3 separate regions of the Zea mays genome follow, and regions 1 and 3 are each linked to region 2. A link is a contact called in public Hi-C data. All regions are on one chromosome and are shown on one strand. Each heading gives the region's core, a stretch centred on a gene start, on an enhancer-like site or on the middle of the called end of the contact. The rest is flanking DNA. Distances are from core to core; before and after follow the strand shown. Region 1 holds the start of LOC100285253. Region 2 holds the start of LOC103626260 (calmodulin-binding transcription activator 3). Region 3 overlaps LOC103628156.

Region 1 (4,408 bases), core at 1,275-3,774, 200 kb before region 2:
AAGGTGTGTGACAGAGATAATTAAATGAAGGGAAAACTGTGTCTCGTATAAAAACAGTAGAAGCTATTACAGGATAGTTTATTACTGACAGCTACATGGTTTGGAACACATAAAATCAAAGTAAGACAGAGATTACCTATCAGAACTCTTCACCTCTGAAGTGTCATTTTTCCAATCCGCCTTGTTGCTAACTTGTTCCTATAGGATGAATCAAGCACGTTAGTCCCAGACATGTAAAAATTCAAGTCCAATCCAATACTCCCAACAAATGTCCATACAATGATATAAATGCACAAGGTTTCTGCCCACAAGGCACATAATGTTCACATTGATTTTGCCATTTTGTACACAAACTCGACAGGCCATACTATTTAGGGAGTGTTTGGTTAGTAGGGACTAATTTTTAGTCCCTCCATTTTATTCCACTTTAGTCTATAAATTGCAAAATATGGAAACTATAACTCTATTTTAGTTTCCATATTTGACAATTTAGTGACTAAAGTGGAATAGATTGGAGGGACTAAAAATTAGTCTCTAAAACCAAACACCCCCTTAATGGATACATATGTGTCATCTTATGTCGTTTACTCGTTTAGTTGAAGGTGTGGTCCCATGCAAGCTGTATATGGTCACAATGTGATGAACGGACCAAACAAAAATATGACAACAGCGATACACGATATAAAACATGATCGAGAATGTGAACAGAAAGGGGGGGGGGGGGGAGATGGTATAACAGCTAATTCTTCCAAAAAAAATTAAAGATACGGCTGTCAGTATACTTAAGAAATATGGAAGGAAAAGGGGGACTTGCGACAAAACTTTGTCGTTTGTGTTCACAATTTTAGCTAACATAGAAGTTCTACTCAACGGCACCGCATCTTACAAGATCCGCTACTTCTAAATTTGCACTTCATCACAATCATGAGTCAAGAACTCCACACTTAATTGAATGAACTCCACACTTTATTGAATGAACTCAACACTTAGTGAGTGTTTGGTTACTAGGGACTAATTTTTAGTCCCTCTATTTTATTCCACTTTAGTCTATAAATTGCCAAATACGGAAACTATAACTACATTTTAGTTTCCATATTTGGCAATTTATGAACTAAAGTGGAATAAAATAGAGGGACTAAAAATTAGTCCATAAAACCAAACACCCCCTTAATTGAATGAACTCAATACCAGAAATTTACCATTATTCCAGTAAGAAACAACATTTTTTTGTCAGCTGTTCAGTTGTTTTCCAGAATATCATCACTTTACTTTAGTTAGGGGAATGCATTTATGAAACAGGGTAGAAGTTCATGATAAGTACAACAAACTGCACATCGAAATTCAGAAGATTGGAGCACTTCATACCGGTGGTGGTAAGGAAAAGCCGAACTCAGCTCTCTGCTCGTCGCTGCTGGAGCCGCTGGACTCCGTTTCAACGTCGGTGTAGAAATCCTGTGCAGTGGAGCCTTCCGATGCGGCTTCGGAGTCCTCCAAACCGGAAGTCGCCGCCTCATCCAAGCCACCACTCACATCAACTGCTGAGTCATCCTCGCTTGCCCCGCGCCCCTCCAAAGCAGTCTCAATCGTATCCATGGCAGCACCACTGGTCGGCATGCCAGCCTCAACAGCGACGCCGTCGCCCTTTGGCCCATCCTCTGATCTCGACGGGACAAGAGACTCTGCGGATGATGGCCTGGTGTCCACCTCCTCAACGGCAGCATTGGAACCCGCCTCCTGCTCCGGCGCCTCCTCTAGCGCAGCGGAAGTGGCACCGGTTACCGCGCCGGCGTCAGGAGGTGGAGGTGTCGGCCAGGCCTCGGCTGCGGCATTCGGGCTCGGCTTCTCAACCCCAGCCGTGGTGCCTATTCGCACGCCGTCTAATCCATGTTCAGAGTCAATCTCCGGCTCCATCTGGCTGCCGGGCACAGCGCCCGAGGCAGGGGCAACTCTGGAGTAAGGGCTGGTCTTTACGCTCGCCGGCTCCGGCTCCAGCGCCTTGGACTTAGGATGGCCGAAACGGAAGACGATGCTCCCGTCCGCCAGCTCTGCGCGCGGCGACAGCACACCCAAATCAGCGACTAAGACGAAGAGGGAGGGGACAGGGGAGAGAGTGGAAACCAAATAACGCTTACCGGTAGTGGAGTGGAGTTCGGGGACCGCATGGCGCGGGGACGGGGCCGTCGTAGCCGTGGCGCTTGTGTGCATGCGGCGGAGCGCGGGGAGTGGCAAGGGCGGCGCTGGCTTCGGAGAGAGCTTGCAGTTGCGAAGGTCCATCAGCCCCGCTGCCAAAGGCAACTCTGCCATGGCTTACCTCCTGTGAGAGAGAGAGAGAGAAAGAGAGAGATTGATTTGAATGCTGTGACTGCGGAGCTTCAGCCTCCAGCTGTGGAGTCGAATGGTGGTGAGGATGGATCGTTTGAGCTCTCGAGAACTCTTGACCGGAAGGTGCGGGTCGCTGCTGACTGCTGAGTGGGCTCGACGTGCCGTGAGGAGTTACCGCAGGCCGTCCTAAAATTCGACGTATGGGGATTTTGCCGATGACTTGTTATAAATACTGTTTGAATCTACGAAGGACCTGTCTGTGTCTGTAAATTGTGTGATTGAGGATAAAATTTAAAAACTAATGTTGAAATGCGCAAAAAATAAATCTCTCCCAAAAAATCTTTTGTATTTTTATATATATGTCATTATTGAAATCGCATATTTTAGAGATGTCATTATAATCCGTGATATCCGGTGGCTATTATTATTCGATCAAAAAATGTTATATACCATTATCTATGTTCGTGTGTACATGACTCACCTAAGAAGACGAAAATGCCCTCTGCTAGATCAATGTCGACAGTGACCGCTCCGCTAGGGCCCACCTCCTCGAAGCTGCCAGCAGCCGGTGCATCGGCCCGTCCACTGGCATAGCAAGGTCGACATGGAACATGTTCAATGGGGAGGGAGAAGACCAGCGAGGAAGAGAGTAAAAAAAGATAATACTAATGTATAGTACACGTGCAACCGTAGATAATGGCAGGGGCCAAATTTTTTTATCGAATGATGGCAACCACCGGGTATCACAAATCATAATGGTATCGTTAGCTTGCTCAATTTTCATAATGACATATATATGAAAAACCTAAAATCTAACTGTGTGTATGCTTCGCTATCTCAAGCAATGCACGCGTGAGGAAAATGGGAAAAATCTAAAAGTACAAGAGATGATGGACTGGAAACCTCCAATTATATCTTGTCAAATTCGAAGCTTTCTAGGATTAGTAGGATATTATCGCTGATTTATTTCTGACTTCTCTCGGATTGCGAAACCGATGATAGAATTACTAAAGAAGGGAGTCAAATTTGTGTGGAGTCAGAAATGAGAGGAAGCTTTTCACTCCTTATGACAACTATTGGTGACTTGTTCTCAAATGCTATGAATTAAGAACAAGGCAACACAAAAAAAGATTAATGGTTAATGTCCTTCGTCCTTCGAAGCATTATTTCCCTTAGGATATAACGATCTTCGAATGAAGGTTATGAAGGACGTACCTTCATCATCACAATACATGTTAATGAAAGACGAAGTATATGAAACATGAGAAATAACATGAATAAGCATATGACATTGTTAATATCTCTTTATTATATCATCATGAATAAATAAGAACAACATCAGATTACATTTGTACCTTCGGCTTGACAGAAGGTGAAAAGTCCAAGCGTGACACACAAGTGAGTATAAGTCAGCGTGAACGGTACGGGGGTACTGTTCATCTATTTATAGGCACAGGGCGCAGCCTATGTGAAATTACATTTATATCCTTCATGTTTACTATTAACTCGATAATAATCTATCGAGGACTAAATAATCTTTTCCTTCTTAAGTCGGTTCCTTTTTCTGCTACTGAGTCGAAGCTCCCTTGCGCGTAGCTTCGGCGCTGGTTCAACCTTCGCTCCGACCATGATTTTCATATTGTGTACAGCTTTGTCGGCGTTTCGAAACCCGGGGGGTCCCTGGACCGACGAGTAAATGATCGCCGCGTGCCCCAGCCCAGATGGGTCGGCGCGAGACGGAGCGCGAAGGGGGGAGGCAGCCGGAGGGAGACGGGCGTGAGAGGTGGAATCCCGCGGCCTTCGTGTTTGTCCCGCGCCCAGGTCGGGTGCACTTGCAGTAGGGGGTTACAAGCGTCCACGCGGGAGGGAGCGAGCGGCCTCACGCGAGCGCCGTCCCGTCCTTCCCCGCGCGGCCAACCCTCTGTAAGAGGGCCCTGGTCCTTCCTTTTATAGGCGCAAGGAGAGGATCCAGGTGTACAATGGGGGGTGTAGCAGTGTGCTAACGTGTCTAGCGGAGGAGAGCTAGCGCCCTAAGTACATGCCATCGTGGCAGCCGGAGAGGTTTTGGCACCCGGTTCGTGTGGTG
Region 2 (4,490 bases), core at 642-3,141:
CCGGACGGTCAGGTACTATTCTTCGACGGTCCGGTACTAATCTCGGACTGTCTGGTCGTGCCGGGTAACGCCTGCGAACCTTGTGATGGGCTCTATGTGACTCTGGACTGTCCGGCGTAGGGTGCAAGACGGTCTGATGGAGGTGCGAACGATCCAAGATCGTGTGCAGACAGTCTGGGCATGCTCAGAGTTGACCCACCGTTTAGCGAAGATGGCGGTGATGGTCGTCTTGGATATGAGTCCACTGACATATCCAATTTGTTGCCGATATGTTTGGCGCAATTGTTTCGGTTCCCAATTTATGTGAAAAAATTGGGCATGTGAGTTTTTCCTAATGCATGCACCATCTTCTCTATATCCTCTTTGATACTTTTAATCCAATTATCAAAAGAAAATTTAATTGAATGAATATCATCGGCTGACTTGGTATCACATATCGTGGGGAGCTTCTGCGACACGACTGACATATAATCGACATTTATTTCTCTCTCCCGGATGACCTTCTGGTGGTAATCTACCCTAAAGTGCGAGAGGTACCACTTCTTTGCCACCTTGAGCACCTGATCTTGTTCTCGTTGGATGTCCTCGTCCATCTTCTTCATGTCATCTTGTAATTTCTTATGCTCAACGACTGAAAAATTAGTCAGCCTTGTGTTGATGTTTGGAGAAACACCGTTGATATCTTTAGAATCGGCCATATAAGCCTGATTTTGTAGATCTGCAACCTTCGTTCCTAGCGGAGTCGCCAAAAAGTGTGTTGGCACCGATCTGGCGCCAAACATTGGGAGATGAACCGTCTAGCGACGCCCTTTGCGGCGGCGCGGACGATCGACAACTCTAGGTTTTACGGGCCGCGACCTAGGCGCATGAGAGACTCCTTTCCTGCGTCGCACCAGACGGTCCGCTCTGGGCTGGACGATCCGCGATGGTGCATGGTCGTCTTCTTTCTCATGGGAATCTAGATCCCGTCTCTAGGGGAGAGATCTTAGTGTGCTTCGGGTCGACAGGTCACCCGGGCGTCCCTAGACGATGTAGAGTCGCATAGGAATTAAGAGATCAACTCGAGGAAGAGATCTCTTGGATTGATAACCAGATCTTGTCCTGGGAGAGGTAAGATCCTTAGATTGTCTTGGGGTCGGCAGACCACACAAGACAGATCTAGACAACGTAGAGTCGAATAGAGATGGAGCCGGATATGTGGAAAGCTACAACTAGACTATGCTACAATAGATTGCTAGGACAGGAACGATAAAGGGATGATAAATAAAGTAATTGGTTCGATTGAAATGTGTTTAGGGTTCTTAATCGACTGTACCCCTTTATATATATGGGAGGTCTAGACCCATTCTTATGCGATAGCTAATAAATACTACGTAATTAGATAGACAACCACCCACAAGATAAGGATAATCGTCCGAGTTAATCTGATCGTGAGGGCGCGAAACGTCCGAGCTCTAGAGTGGAACCGTCCACTACTTTTGGTGTTCAACAGAGTCATACACCATTGTACAACTAGCATGCCCATCCGCTAGGGTATGCTAAAGTCCATATGCAAGAGACATGACTTGCTATGGTGATTACTATAATTGCCTCAGCACGAGAGATACTACTGGATTGAGAAGTAACTGATCCGATGTTGCCTATATTGGTTCTATTTGTTTTAACTTTTTTACTGATTCTGGATTCTGATCACCAGAAGCTTATGTAGACTGACAAACGTCTAATTTTTTATGTAGCTTTTATAAGAATCGTTTAAGTGAAAATTGACTAAAATTAACGTGAACACATAATCTACCGAATCGTCACGACAGTAGGAATCCATCTAATTTGTAGATTTTAAACCCTATATACCCCTTTATGGTCATTCACACGTAATCCTTACATTCTCTTAACCATATTTTGGCCAGAAAAAAAGCTGTACCGCGACACGACCACCTGAGACAGGAGACCAGGATCAGGGAACGAAGATTCCTTAATCTCGCGGGCAAAACGGTCATCTCGCCATATCACTCCTCTAATCACTCACTACCCTTTCGCAGCTGCGCCTGCACCAGTCCCCCCTCCCCTTGCACTTCCAGGCCTCTCCAGTACCATTCGGGCGGCTAAGCTCTGAGCTAAACCCCGACGGAGTGAGCGAGGAAACGTTCTCCGTTTCACTTTCCCAACACCCAGAATCCTGCAGAAATCACCCTTTCCACCCCCACCCAGCGCTGCTCGGATCCCCGGGCGAGCACATCCTCCGGTCCTCGCTTGTCGGCCTCTCCTCCCCGGGGCCGGTCCAGCGGGTTGCATGGTGCGCGGCCGCTGGTTGTGAGCCCAATCGATGGCCTCGGCGGAGGCGCGCCGCCTCGCGGTCGTGCCGCAGCTAGGTGAGCCGTCCCGTCCGCCCGCCCGCTTCCCATCCCCCGTGATCCCGTGCGCTTTGTTTACTCCTGATTCCTGAGGTCGGGTGCTTCGATCTGATCTGAGTGATTCGGTCAACGCTCCGGTCGTGGTCAACCGGGCAGCCGGGAGATGCGGGTGTCTCCAAGGCGGAAGCATCTCTCCACGTCGCGGGCGCGGGTCTCCTCGGAACCTGTGGTGACTGGGGACTGTGGGTGTTTGGTACTTTGTGTTGGCGTCGGGACTTTGGGTGTTTCGTACTTTGTGTTGGTGCCGGCACGGAGGCGTCGGCAGGTCGGCCCTGCGGTCGCTGCGGAACAGGAGGGTCTTTGTGATGCCTTTCTCGTTCAGGGTTTGTGTGCTTCTCGTAGGGAATCACTGCAAGCAGTGGAGTATTTATCAAATTCTTGCAGATAGGTACGCCGAGATCGGAGACCATGGAAATTTTGGTATTATTCATGGGTTTGGTAGATTTGGTGCACTATGGGTCTATGGCCAGGAGTTAGGGAGTAGGAGGATCTTATTTAGGGCTGTAAACGGACGGAATTGGTCGGAACAAACCCTTTCTCGTTTTCATTTATACTTTTTAATTCGAAAACAGATTCAGGATCAGAATTGTCGGAAACGGGATTGGACACGGGATGTTTGGGATGACGAAAATAAACTAATCCGAACAGAAATGCATCGGTAACGGTCGAAAATTGGAAAGATAAAACTAAAACACCATCTATATCATACATAGTCTCATCAATGAACAACAAATATATGATAATAATATATTAATATAGGTAACATAAGTACATAGAGAAATATTACTAATAGGTCTATAAAAACAAGTAACAAGCCAATATCAATGTGTAATTAATTAAATATACACACATAATTACACAAGCACACTGGTAGTTCATAAAAGTCCACCACACATAACACATTAACTCAAACTAAAAATGGTACCCTACAACTATAACTCAAGCTCAGTATGGTCACCCATGACATTATGATCACAGTCCATATATTCGTTCTCTTCGTCATCCCGCTCCTAGCCCTTAGGGATGAAAACAGATACTTATTCGGATATATCAATTTTTTGGTCTTTTTCTTTGATTGTGAATAAATAGAATATAGAATTTGCTATACAAATTAATATTCTTGTTTTTTGCATTGAACTTGTAAATGTTCATAAAAGGTAAACCTCAAATTTATCATATATCTTCTCAAATGATAGATATAAAATTTGGATACGGATACAAATATTTTTTCACCTTGTTTGTTGTTGGGAGCAAATAATATATAAAACAATTTATGCAAAATTTTATTCTTATTTGTATAATGTGCTTGATAACATGAGAAAAAAATTTCATACATGTCTATTTTAAAATATTAAATTTGTCTTAATGATTTGGGTACCCACTTTCATCCTCATGGTCCTTCACCTCTATGTCCTTGTCATCCTATAATTCTGCATGCAAAAATACATGATACAAATTTGCATACAGAAATACAGGATACACCATGTGGGCATGGTAGTGGGCCGGCTAACAACATAAAACGGGATATATCGTATTGAATACGGTATAATCCCATATTAATATGGGATAAACAAAGATGATTGAGATATAGCCTGAACCGTTTTTGTTTATCTTATTCCGTTTCACATTTTTCCGAGAATACGAATTCGAGGGGGACAAATATAGAAATCGGTGCGGAACGGAACACGATTTGTCCCAACCCGTTTACATCCCTAGTCTTATCTATGCTCCCTCTAGTGGGATTTTCCGGGTTTTAGGAGTTCTGGCTCTCTCTAGTTTTGAATCATTTCTTGCTATTTGCTTTTGACAGCATCCATGCTCTGACCTGCTGGAGAATGTAGCAAGGTCTGGGTTGGTTATGTTATGAGGGTCTTTCTGACTGAATCATGCAGTAGGGCAGTTTTGGGCTGCTGTTTGCATTGCACTGTTTGTAATTTGTATCCCATGATAGTCATTTTTGTTCACCGTTTCCAGTAACAGTGCCTCTTTTGATCTGAAAGATCCAGTGAGGTTGGTTCAGCTTTGCCTTTTGATAATCTTATTTATGTTTGTGGACGAATTTAGTGCGTGTCGAGTTGA
Region 3 (4,864 bases), core at 1,453-3,952, 150 kb before region 2:
ATCGGCACCTTTGTCGTAACCTCGTTTCCATCCTCATCTAGCACCACTGCATATCTTGACTTACTGCAGTGGATGCAATGTGTGGTATTTTCATGCTCCTTCCAGAACAACATGCAATTGTTCTCGCAAGCATCAATCTTTTGGTAGTTCATGCCAAGACCAGCTACGAGCTTCTTGCAATGGTACAAGTCCTTCGGCATGTTATGATTCGGTGGGATGATATCAATAATCAGTTTCACAATATCGTTGTAACAGTTGTTGGAGAAGGTGTACTTTGACTTCATCGCCATAAGACGTGTTACCACCTGCAGTACGCTCACATTGGTTCCTTCATGCACTTTAGCCTCTGAGGCTTCAAGAAGCTTATAGAACTCTCTCACATCCTCTGGAAAAGCTTCATTATTCTGTAGTTCTGGGTACTCATTCCTAATATCATCCAACATCTCTTCCATTCGGTCTACATCCAGGTCCCCATCCGACTCAATAGTATGGTCCACCTCTCCATGCTCATGCCATACCAGATAGTTCGGCATAAAACCATGTTTGAAAACATGATACGAGAGCTCCACTTTTTTCAACCGAACCAAGTTCTGATATTTTATACACGGGCACCTCGCTAAACGAGCATCACCAGCAAATGCGAGTGCCACGAATTCATCTGCAACTCTCACCCATGCATCAGAGTGCCCATGAGTGGCACTGTCGAATCCATCGTACATCGCCCTTCTTCGATCATCACTCATATTCAAAGCTAAAGAAACGACACATATTTAATAACATATATACACTTAGGTACGAGTTAAAGCATCACTACAATTACACATTAGAAAAATATACAAGTTAATGCATATTTATACTAAAAGTTGGTAGATATTTGTACTCACAGGTTAATGCAGGGCGTTGCGGGCGGGGTGGCGCGTCGGCGAGGCTGTGCTCAGGACGCAGGAGGCCGTGGGCGACGCAGGAGGCCGTGGGCGGCGCAGACGGCGCTGGACGTCGGCGGGCGTCGCTGGATGTCGACGGAAGTCACGGGAGAGAGCGGGCAGCACTGGAGCGGACGGGGTGAGCGGCGCTGGAGCGGCGGCCGGCGCGCGGGAGGGAGCGGTGAGCAGGCGGCGCTGCGGGAGGGAACGGGTGGCGCGCGGGGCGCTGCGCAAGCGAGCGGGGCAGCGACGCACTGCGCAAGCGAGCGGGGCGGCGGCGCGCTGCGCGCAGAGGGAGTGGGCGTCGGCGTTGCGGCGCGCTGCGCACGGAGGGAGCGGGCGCCCGGGGCGTCGCGGGTGGGCGCCGGCGTCGTGGCTGCGCGCGGAGGGTGGGCGTCGGCGTCGCGGCGTCGCGGCGCGTGGAGGAATGGAGGTGGGCGGCGCGTGGAGGAATGGAGGCAGCCGGGCGTGGGGGAATGGAGGTGGGCGGCGCGTGGCCGGGCGTGGGGGAATGGAGGTGGGCGGCGCGTGGAGGAATGGAGGCAGCCGGGCGTGGGCGACGGCGAACGGGGGTGGCGGTCGGGCGCCGGTGTCGCGGCGGATTGGAGAAGGGCGGCGGCGGCGCGAGCAGGATGGAGAATGCGGCGGCGCGTGGGCTGGTGAAGCTGACCGAGTAGTTTCGGGTGGCTAGGGTAAAAGAATAAGAGTGTGCGGCAAATGGTGGGCCGACACTCTTAAATTAAGAGTGTGGGTTCACGCGAGACCCCGACACTCTTAATTTAAGAGTGTCGGTACTTTTAGAACCTACACTTTTACAGTAATAAGAGTGTCGAGACCGACGCTCTTATATTTACCGACACTTCTTCAACATTTTCTTGTAGTGGTGTTTACACAGCTCCATCGTGGATCTAATATTTACCCGGAATTGTTTGGCTAGACAGCAGTAGTTTATGATCCATGCAGGGCATTATAGCTAACATAAACTAACCAGTACGAGAAAAGATTTTGTAATCAGAGATGTGGTGGATAATTTTCTTTTAACTTCACCAAACTTGAGCTAAGGCCATGTTTATGACAGCTCTAGCTACAGAAAATTTGGTGTAGTTGATAGAGCATGTCACTAGATGCTCTAAAAAAAGTCATGGAGCTAGAGTGTTTTAACTCTTTACAAAACATTTAGATAAGTCATTTTATTTATTATTTATATTAAAAATATTTTTAGATCTATTTAAACTGATATTATAAATCACAACTCCACAACCTACAGCCATCCCAAACACATCCTAGTGGAGAACGTAGCTCCACCAAAATGGGGAAGCTGACCTCCACATCCACCACCGTTTTCGTGAATCTAAATATAGTGTATATGATTGTTTAAGAAATTTTTTTTTGTAGAATAGAGTTGTTTTTAGTAAACCTAGAACTGATGGAGCTCTACCAAACAAAACCTAAATCTTATAATGGCTTAATTAATTAATTAATTACACGAATATACTTTTGATTGACACCAAGGTCTTTTAATTTACACGCCGACGACGGAATCTCTATCGTATCCAACAACTAGCTAGAGCACAAGCTGGCATGCATGCATGAGCGCAAAATCTATGCTGTGTGCACGCAATAACTATACGTGGAGTAGGACATTATAGTTGTACTTATCTTCATGTGAGTGCGCAGCGCGCATGAGTCGTGGCGGAGTATTCTTCTGCTCGATCGAAAAGATGAAAGCGCTCCGGCCGGCGGGCAAAACCGGCCAGCGACGGCGGAAAAACACGCTGCTGCTAGAATACGATTCAAAGGCAGCAAGAGGGCCGGCACCACCATCCCACTAGCAAAAGTGCTACCCTCCCCACTAGTTCTTTTAAAACAACGTTAACATCAACCATTTTGGACTCGGGAAAAAAAAATGCAATGGATAACACACACCATAGGATATTTTGCGCATATACTTTAATTTAGTGCATTATATATGGATGGCACATCATATCAACGGAGAGGTGAACACGCTTGATGTTGACAGAACTTTGAGTTGAAAGGTTATATACCTTTTCTCTTTTTCTTTTTCTTTTTTTAAAAAGGCATTTTCTAATTGGGACTTCTCATCTGATGCTGTGCGTCCGGCTTGGCGGCTTGAGTGCAAAAAGGCAAGCTTGCTGCTGCTGCCGACAATTTATTCTCGTAGTGGATGCTGCCGAAATCGATCGCCATTCTATGCATATAGGAAAAGTGTCTCTCCTGGTCGCAGATATCTTATAATATCTGAAAAGATATTTTTAGATACCTCCTGCTTTTTGTTTGTAACTAGCTCTAGGAGCATCGCAGCTTATAAATCGTTCCTAGAGATATATTTTTAGACACAGTTTTGCGAAGTAATCGACGGTTGTCCTGCATCACACGTAAAACGTGTAGGTTTATTCCCACCCCTTAGCAGTGGGTTGTTATCCTATACATAGACCGTGAAAACCACCCAAACCATTATCAATGGGCCGAGCGAACCCTTCAAACTCCATAGGGACTAGGAAGTATTTGGGCTCGTACGTGCGTAGGTGGAATGCTTCGGCCTTGGTGTGTGGAAGGTGGACGAGGGTAGTTGTAGGATTAAAGACACCGGCTAGAGGGAGGGTGATTAGACGGTTTTAACTAAATTCAAAGACACAAAGAAAATTTAATTAGAATCACAAGAGGATTAAATCTTCTAGCCTATGTTGAGCTAAATTTGGTTTGCAACCTAGGATGGACAGACAATCAAGTAATGCTAGGAATGAGAGATTGCACAAAGTAAACACAAGTAATAACTTTGAGACAAGCAATCGGTCACAAGGGAGACCAAATTTTTTACCATGGTCTTAGTAATTTGTCGGCTACCCCTAATCCACGTTGACGTGGATTCAAAGCACTTAACCGCTCCTCTATCAAGGCTTCGCTTGATTTTCGAGTCGGTTGGTCGATGAACCTCTCACTACAAGAAACTGGTTAAAGAACGTGGGTGAAAAACCGTCGAACTTAATGTAATAAGCCGTCGAACTTACCGTAAGAACGTGGGTTTACCGACGAACATAGCCGACGGCGATTTTCGGACGAACTTAGAGAAGTAAGTTCGACGGCCCCGTCGAACTTAAGGTTAAGAACGTGGGTACCGTCGAACTTAATGTTAAGAACGTGGGTACCGTCGAACTTAATGTTAAGAACGTGCGTTTTTAAGTTCGACGGGGGCCGTCGAATTTTTTCCCATAAGTTCGACGGCACCCACGTTCTTAACCTTAAGTTCGACGGGGCCACGTGGCCGTCGAACTTATGTGTCCTGCGGACGTCTGCACGGACTGCACAATAAATTCGACGGTACCCACGTTCTTAACATTAAGAACGTGGGTACCCACGTTCTTAACCCTGCGTGGGTCTGCACAGACTGCACAATAAGTTCGACGGTACCCACGTTCTTAAGGTTAAGAACGTGGGTACCCACGTTCTTAACCCTTTTCCAGAAAAAAAAAAAATAAAAATACAAAAATGAAAAAATAGACACACAAAATATCACATGCAACACAATATATCACATACAATACAGATTTCAAACACATTGATATATGTTCATATCACAAATTCACAGAAGTCCAAATATATAAGTTCGCAAATTCACATAAGTCCAAATACATAAGTTCACAAATTCACACAAGTTCACATCCATAGTTCACAAGTTCAAATACACAAGTTCAAACATTAGCTCCGTCGCTCTCGATCAGGACATCAGATTGTTGTTCGTAGCTCCACCACATTAGCACCTCATTTACTGTTTGTTTGAAGTCTACACCAAGCACCTCGCATAACGAATGCAAAGTGTTAAGATGTTCCATGACTTGCTTCAGCCGATCACTCTGTTAAAAACAGGCACAGACAATAAGATTTATAGACTTGTATGAGTATTGAAGGAAAATAATAGACAT

What was found. Hi-C and Micro-C count contacts between places; a contact is called where the count stands out from the background.
Region 1: a Hi-C map of leaf shows a contact between it and region 2, with 4 times the contacts expected there. The contact joins the promoter of LOC100285253 here to the promoter of LOC103626260 in region 2. A contact is called at or near these places in 11 of 25 Hi-C or Micro-C datasets (bundle sheath, ear, endosperm and 5 more) and 1 of 3 datasets of contacts at active chromatin or transcription factors (seedling).
Region 3: a contact with region 2 is called in a Hi-C map of bundle sheath, with 3 times the contacts expected there. The contact joins the enhancer-like site here to the promoter of LOC103626260 in region 2. A contact is called at or near these places in 2 of 25 Hi-C or Micro-C datasets (bundle sheath and tassel).

Annotation. Positions count from the first base shown.
Region 1 is chr5:39,901,143-39,905,550 of Zm-B73-REFERENCE-NAM-5.0, reverse strand. It overlaps LOC100285253, which reads right to left and starts at 2,524. Exons shown (of 9, transcript NM_001158147.2): 1 at 2,133-2,524; 2 at 1,366-2,045; 3 at 137-198. The coding sequence starts at 2,304.
Region 2 is chr5:39,702,536-39,707,025 of Zm-B73-REFERENCE-NAM-5.0, reverse strand. It overlaps LOC103626260 (calmodulin-binding transcription activator 3), which reads left to right and starts at 1,891. Exons shown (of 13, transcript XM_008646655.4): 1 at 1,891-2,369. The coding sequence starts at 2,324.
Region 3 is chr5:39,856,044-39,860,907 of Zm-B73-REFERENCE-NAM-5.0, reverse strand. LOC103628156 reads right to left here. Exons shown (of 17, transcript XM_020538313.3): 17 at 4,455-4,795. The coding sequence ends at 4,634. Among protein-coding and RNA genes, the nearest start is that of LOC103628156, 40 kb to the right of the region's middle. Within about 2 kb of position 2,702, at least 11 of the 20 cell types and tissues checked have an H3K27ac peak or open chromatin away from gene starts, as enhancers often do. A contact at or near this core is called in bundle sheath, where this site is marked.